Linked DNA regions of Mus musculus: region 1 is linked to region 2. The links are chromatin contacts, called in public HiChIP or PLAC-seq maps. All regions are on one chromosome and are shown on one strand. The core of a region is the stretch at or near the end of the contact, and the rest is flanking DNA. Distances in the headings are between cores, read along the strand shown. Region 1 overlaps Grik3 (glutamate receptor, ionotropic, kainate 3). Region 2 overlaps Grik3 (glutamate receptor, ionotropic, kainate 3).

Region 1 (2,718 bases), core at 185-2,684, 170 kb before region 2:
TCTCCTGTCTCTGACTGACTTCCTCAAAATCAGTTTTCTCCAAAACCTGTTAGGGAATTAACAAGCAGAGGTCTTGTTCTAAGGGCCTTAGCTGTAGGAACTCACTCGCCGAAATCACAGGAAGTACGTGTTATCAGCCCGTTTTGCAGACGGGGAAGCTGAAACACTGTTAAGCAATTCACCCAAGGCTATCCAGAGATGAAATGGTAGAGGCAGGCTTCAAATCCAGACTCTTTGGAGACAATCCAAGTGCCTACCCACACAGCTGCATTGTATCCGAGTAACCACTAGGGGGCACAAGTGAAGGTAAAGCTCGGTGGACTTTGTCTCCCCACTTCACTCCAAAGCTGTGCCCCCCTTTTGTGCACTCTATGTCAGGAGAGGAGTTGAGTATGGTTCTGGTCTGTTCTCAGTCCTGAGAGAGGCCCAGTGGGAACTGCAAGCAGAGAAAAGGGTGAGGCTCCTGGGAGTAGTGGACTGCAGGTCCCTGTGCCGGCTTCATGCCTGAGACCATAGGTGGGGTGGCAGCCTGTTGGGTGGGCTGCTGTGCCTGCCCCGGTTGTGTTATGTGTGCATGAGCCACCCTGGGAACTTGATGTATGCCAGCTGCCTGGTCCCAACAGAGACCAGCCCTGCCTTAGTCCTGGGGGAAGAGGTGGCTCTGAGAGCCCCTATTGTATCGGCTGTTTCCTACTCTGGAAGTGGCTTTCTGTGATGTCAGCCTGTATGATTGGCACCCAGCCCAGCTCTGATACACGTGACAAGATGGGTGCCCTCCCACAGGCTGGCACAGGCCTGGGGGAAGGGCAGGGAATCAGGCCATGGCTGCCAGAGGCGGGCAGGAAGCCCGAGAGGAACATGTATTTTCTTCTCTCTGGGTGCTTCTGGGCTCTGGCATGGGATAGGCCCTCTGAAACTGGTGGCCGATGTCCACAGCACGGTCCAGGGACGGAGCACAGCACAGGAATGAATATCAGAGCAGCATGGAGTCACTGAGTACTTTCAGGGCGTGGAACCTTTCACAGAGCTGTTGTTCCCTGCCTGCAAACTCACGTGCCTCAAAGCCGGTGCACAAAGGGTTCTGATGGCCCTGGCTCTCTAGGCTTCACCCAACCACTTTTGTAGGCAGCCATTGCTGCTCTCAGCGGCCCTACCCCCACAGCCACCTGCCTTCTGCCCAACTTTGTAGCCAGCCACCTTCCAGCTCTCTTTCTACCTCAGCTCCTCCCCAAGTGCTCCCCCGCCAACACCTCTTCCCTCAGAGATGGTTCTCATCCCTGGTTTTTCGGATGCTCCAGATGTTTCTCATTTTCCAGATAATTTCTGATATGCAGATTCTCCTCCGCCAGCTCCTTTGGCCCCTCTTCCTGCTTGGCAAGCTCCTATCCTTAGCACTACCCAATTTCTAGTGACTCCTGTCTCCCTGCGGCCACATCCTTGTTCTGGCTCCTCCTCCTCCTGAGGGTGGGCTGGACCTTTGGGCCTGCTTTTGAATCACTCTCTGGCAGGGGTGGAATAGCACCTCTGAGTGACAAGACTTTGTCTCCCTCTCCCTTGTGTGTTCCTCAAGTCTTCTCTCAGGTGCTGGTGACAGTACTGTCACACCGAATTGCTTAAGAAGAGCTCCCCATGCAAGTGACAGAGGACAGCATTTTGTCAAATCTCAGTACACAGTACTTCTCTTACTCAGTCCAGCGACCTGAGGGGAACTGAGCATGCTCTCATGACCACAGTCTTGGCTGATGGCTGGATCACAGCCTGTGAAGAGCCTCAGGCCAGAGGGCTCTGAAACTCCACTGACTCCTGACCACCAAGCTGCCAAGTGACAGATGTTGTTTTAAGAACTTTGGGGTAATTTGCTAAGCAATAGATAACTAATACCCTCTCACACCCGTGTTCCACAAGAGCTGCGTGTACAGATAAACACAAACTCCAGCGATTCCTGTAATCAAATTATCCAAGTCCAACCGTCTCCACTTGGCCAGACACACTGCTCCTCAGACCTGCGTGCATTCTGGCTGTTCCCACCTAACTGCTTTTCTCCCTTCAAAGACTCCGGTCCCTCAGCTGCTTTCCCACTCCTTCCTCCTGCTCCCCAAGTTGTTTTCTACGGAGGTGGGAACCAGGGTTGGATGAGGCATCAAGACTCTTTTCCCTCCTAAGGCATCTACCTGTTAGTTCATCTGCTGTTAATCCATGCACGCACACATGCATCCAATCATCTCATGTGCCCACCACACCTGCGCGTAGCCATCAGTCCAGCCACCTGTCAGTCCATTGGTCTATCCACCCCACTAACCCGCTCATGCATATATCCATCCCCTTCCTCCTCCTATGGACCATCTGCTCGCTTTCCCTCCCCACACTGTCTACATACTAGATATTCAGCTGACTCCCTGACTCTTCGTCTAACCTGTAACCTCTATCCAGCTGTTCCTTTTCCGCACGCCCATCTATCCATCTTCTTCCCTGTCTAACCATAGCTGCCCATCCACTTCCCCCTCGCTCCCAGCATCTCCATTTACTGTCCCATGAAACTATATAAAGTCATCTAGTCTTGGCAAAAATAGTCAGTAATCCTTTCTGTGAGCCTGCCCTACTCCTGTGCCTGAGAGTGTGGTCAGAACACCGGTCTGTCTCAACTCGGCCCTCTACCCTCCCTTTCCTCCTATCCGCAGCCCCTGAGGATGCCAACAGACATGCTTGATTAGATCTTAG
Region 2 (2,700 bases), core at 170-2,669:
GTCCTCCCATTCCGAGCATCACTGGCTTAGGGCTATCCCCTACAGCTTCAGGAATCCAACACCTGTTGCCTGGAAAGGCCCTCAGTTAAGCACCTGCAACAAAATCCTGCCATGATGTAAGTCCCCCCCACAGGCTACAGACAGTGCTCAAACCAAGGTCACCAACTGAAAGGGAGAGTGGTTCCGGGAGGCAGGAGCTATCTTCCTTCCAGCATAAGGATATTCCACTTAAGGATATTCAAAAGAAACCTGAGTAATTAGGAAGGCACAGCTCTGAGAAACGATCAAGAGACAACGCAAGCATACAACCAACTGCGGGATAGAATTCCAGCAGGGGACAAAAGGGTGGCCCTAGGATCCAAAAGGTGAAGGGAAACCAAAAGCCTGTCCCAAGCCCTGTCCCCTTGGGGTCCTAACAACTCTTGGTGGAGGGGCATCAGGTAGGGGGACCTTATGGGACAGGAAAGAGGAACCTGGAAGACCTGTGGAGCACCTAATGACCCTGACCCAGGGCAAACACCAGCCATGGCCTGTACCTAGATAGACATCCATCCGGAGCCTCTCTGTGGGAAGCCTGGAGTCCGCTCAGGGCTGAGCAGGCCCCCGAGTAACTTTCCTCCAGAGCGCGGCAAAGTAAAACTCCTCAAAGTGCCGAGTCACAGGAAACGCCAAGATTCTTCACACACAGAATAATGAGGCAATAAAACTCAACTATAAAGTTAAATAATTTACCATAAATATCTAAAGCTCTCAAATTATTCTCTACATTAACTGCCTATGTTTAAAACGATCTTTGCATTCACTATGTCACAGATGGCGAAAGCAAGACAAGAGAGTCCTTGACAACTCTAACTGCAATTAGCCCTTCCCAGCTGCGGTGATTTAAAGGCCTTTTCAGTTAAGCTGAATGAAACACCCGCGCTTTATAAATAAAGGCTTTACCAGGCCCGACAATGAAGTATTTGAAACGTACAGGCCTGAGCCACTGGGGAGGGGGTGGCAGGGGAAGGCTGTCACCACATCCCCAAAACTGCCTCCCCAGACCCTCAGCCGTGGTCCCTCCCTCCTGCCTCACTCATTTGATTGCATATGCTCTCTACTCCCGCTCAGACTGCAGCCTCCTCCCCTAGGTCGGTCCACACTTCCCAATTCCCACCCAGACGCACACGCATCTCCATTCACATTTCTGTTGCACCAATGTCCTCTACACAGAACCCTATCACACACACACACACACACACACACACACACACACACACACACACACAGAGAGCATATAGCATATAGCTCAGTTGGCTGTACATCTCCAAGGAAGCAAAATGTGCAGGACCATGAAAAATTTTGTACTGTGTAAAGGCCAAATAAGGTCAGACATGTCAGCGTCTGTGGCTGAGTCCGGGTACCCTGGCCTCCTCTCCAGCTGGCCCAGAAGGAGGAGCTCTCTGTGCTGGGAGGAGCTGCCCTTCAACAGCACTTGAGCACCTCAGAGCCTGGCTGTGCATCACAAAGGAGGTCAAGGTTACCCTGATTGCCGCCAAACGTCCCTCCCCGGGGCCTGGCTGGTTAATTGCTTGGAGACTGGTGAGGCCGAAGAAGCTGTCAGCAAAATGGCCCTGTGAATCACATGCTTGGATCACTGGGATCTTCATGTTCATAAGGCTGGGCCCCTCCTGCTGCCAGCCAGCCACGCCCCTAGCACTGGGGGACACAGTCTGGCTAGCAAGGCTCAGCCACCTAGCGTCTTTTTTCTGCCTGGGATGCAGAGACCAGAGTTGGCCATGGCTCGGCCAGGAGTACTCGGGCTCAGTCTTCCTCACCCAGGCATATACGGGCAGAAATAACCATACCCCCTTTATTGAGCAATTACTTTATGTGGCATCCTGGCGCCATGCCCGAGGCCCTTGCAGACATAATCAATGCCCCTGGAACCTCACTAAGAACCTAGGAGCAGATGCTGAGATCTTTATGCCATTTGCAGGTGCGGCAATTCAAGTAACTTGTCAAGGTGTGTGCATTGGGGTGGGGGTGGGGTAGATGTCAATAAGGCAGCAAGCGCCCGCCCGCCCGACTCAGGTGCTGCCTGCTCTTCACAATGCAGCCTCAGAGCCTTACATCTGCCTAATCACCCCTTAAGTCTTTGCCCAGCCCTCCAGCCACCTTCCTTAGAATCCTATTTGAAGCTGGACAGTCAGGATGCCCTCTCTACCCACCCTTACGTCATCCCACTGGCGTCATCCCACTGGATCTTTCGGGGATCTTTGGGGGGGGTGACGCTTTCCCTGCACTACTCCTGGGCTACCCCCTGAGCTCCCCATCATGAGATCTCCCCTTGCCTCCCTTCCATCCTGGAAGGGCCAGTGCCCCTGCATCAGATCCAGCAAAGGATTCCTGGTAGAAGCCAGTTCCATAACCAGTTCAAGCCAGTGGGAAGACCAGGGAGCAGTGCTGGAGGGGCAGCTGGACTCCCAAGGATGAAGCCCAGGCAAACTCTCGTGAATGTGCTCAGATATCTGAGTTCCAAGGAGATGCCTGGGCTGGGACCCAACTCACAGAAAGGAAGAAAACAAAATGCCTTCCATCTCTGATGGATGGAGGAGCTGGAGGATCTTGGAGACGGGGTAGGAGGCACGGCATGGGCACATCAAAAGTGATCCAACAACCGAGGCAACTAGGCATCTGGGCACTGAGTAGGGCCCCTGC

The links. HiChIP or PLAC-seq counts read pairs in DNA pulled down with a chosen protein or histone mark.
Region 1: a contact with region 2 is called in an H3K27ac HiChIP or PLAC-seq map of oligodendrocyte precursor cells, with 3 times the contacts expected there. The contact joins two enhancer-like sites. A contact is called at or near these places in 2 of 484 Hi-C or Micro-C datasets (the N1E-115 cell line and nephron progenitors), 3 of 115 datasets of contacts at active chromatin or transcription factors (embryonic basal ganglia, embryonic stem cells and oligodendrocyte precursor cells) and 1 of 9 other capture datasets (embryonic stem cells).

Annotation. Positions count from the first base shown.
Region 1 is chr4:125,701,122-125,703,839 of GRCm38.p6, reverse strand. All of the region lies in intron 13 of Grik3 (glutamate receptor, ionotropic, kainate 3), which reads right to left. Among named protein-coding and RNA genes, the nearest start is that of Gm40249, 130 kb to the left of the region's middle. Within about 2 kb of position 1,434, at least 80 of the 459 cell types and tissues checked have an H3K27ac peak or open chromatin away from gene starts, as enhancers often do. A contact at or near this core is called in the N1E-115 cell line, embryonic basal ganglia, embryonic stem cells and 1 more, where this site is marked.
Region 2 is chr4:125,533,515-125,536,214 of GRCm38.p6, reverse strand. The region is part of intron 1 of Grik3 (glutamate receptor, ionotropic, kainate 3); the gene reads right to left. Among named protein-coding and RNA genes, the nearest start is that of Gm32807, 26 kb to the left of the region's middle. Within about 2 kb of position 1,419, at least 47 of the 459 cell types and tissues checked have an H3K27ac peak or open chromatin away from gene starts, as enhancers often do. A contact at or near this core is called in the N1E-115 cell line, embryonic basal ganglia, embryonic stem cells and 1 more, where this site is marked.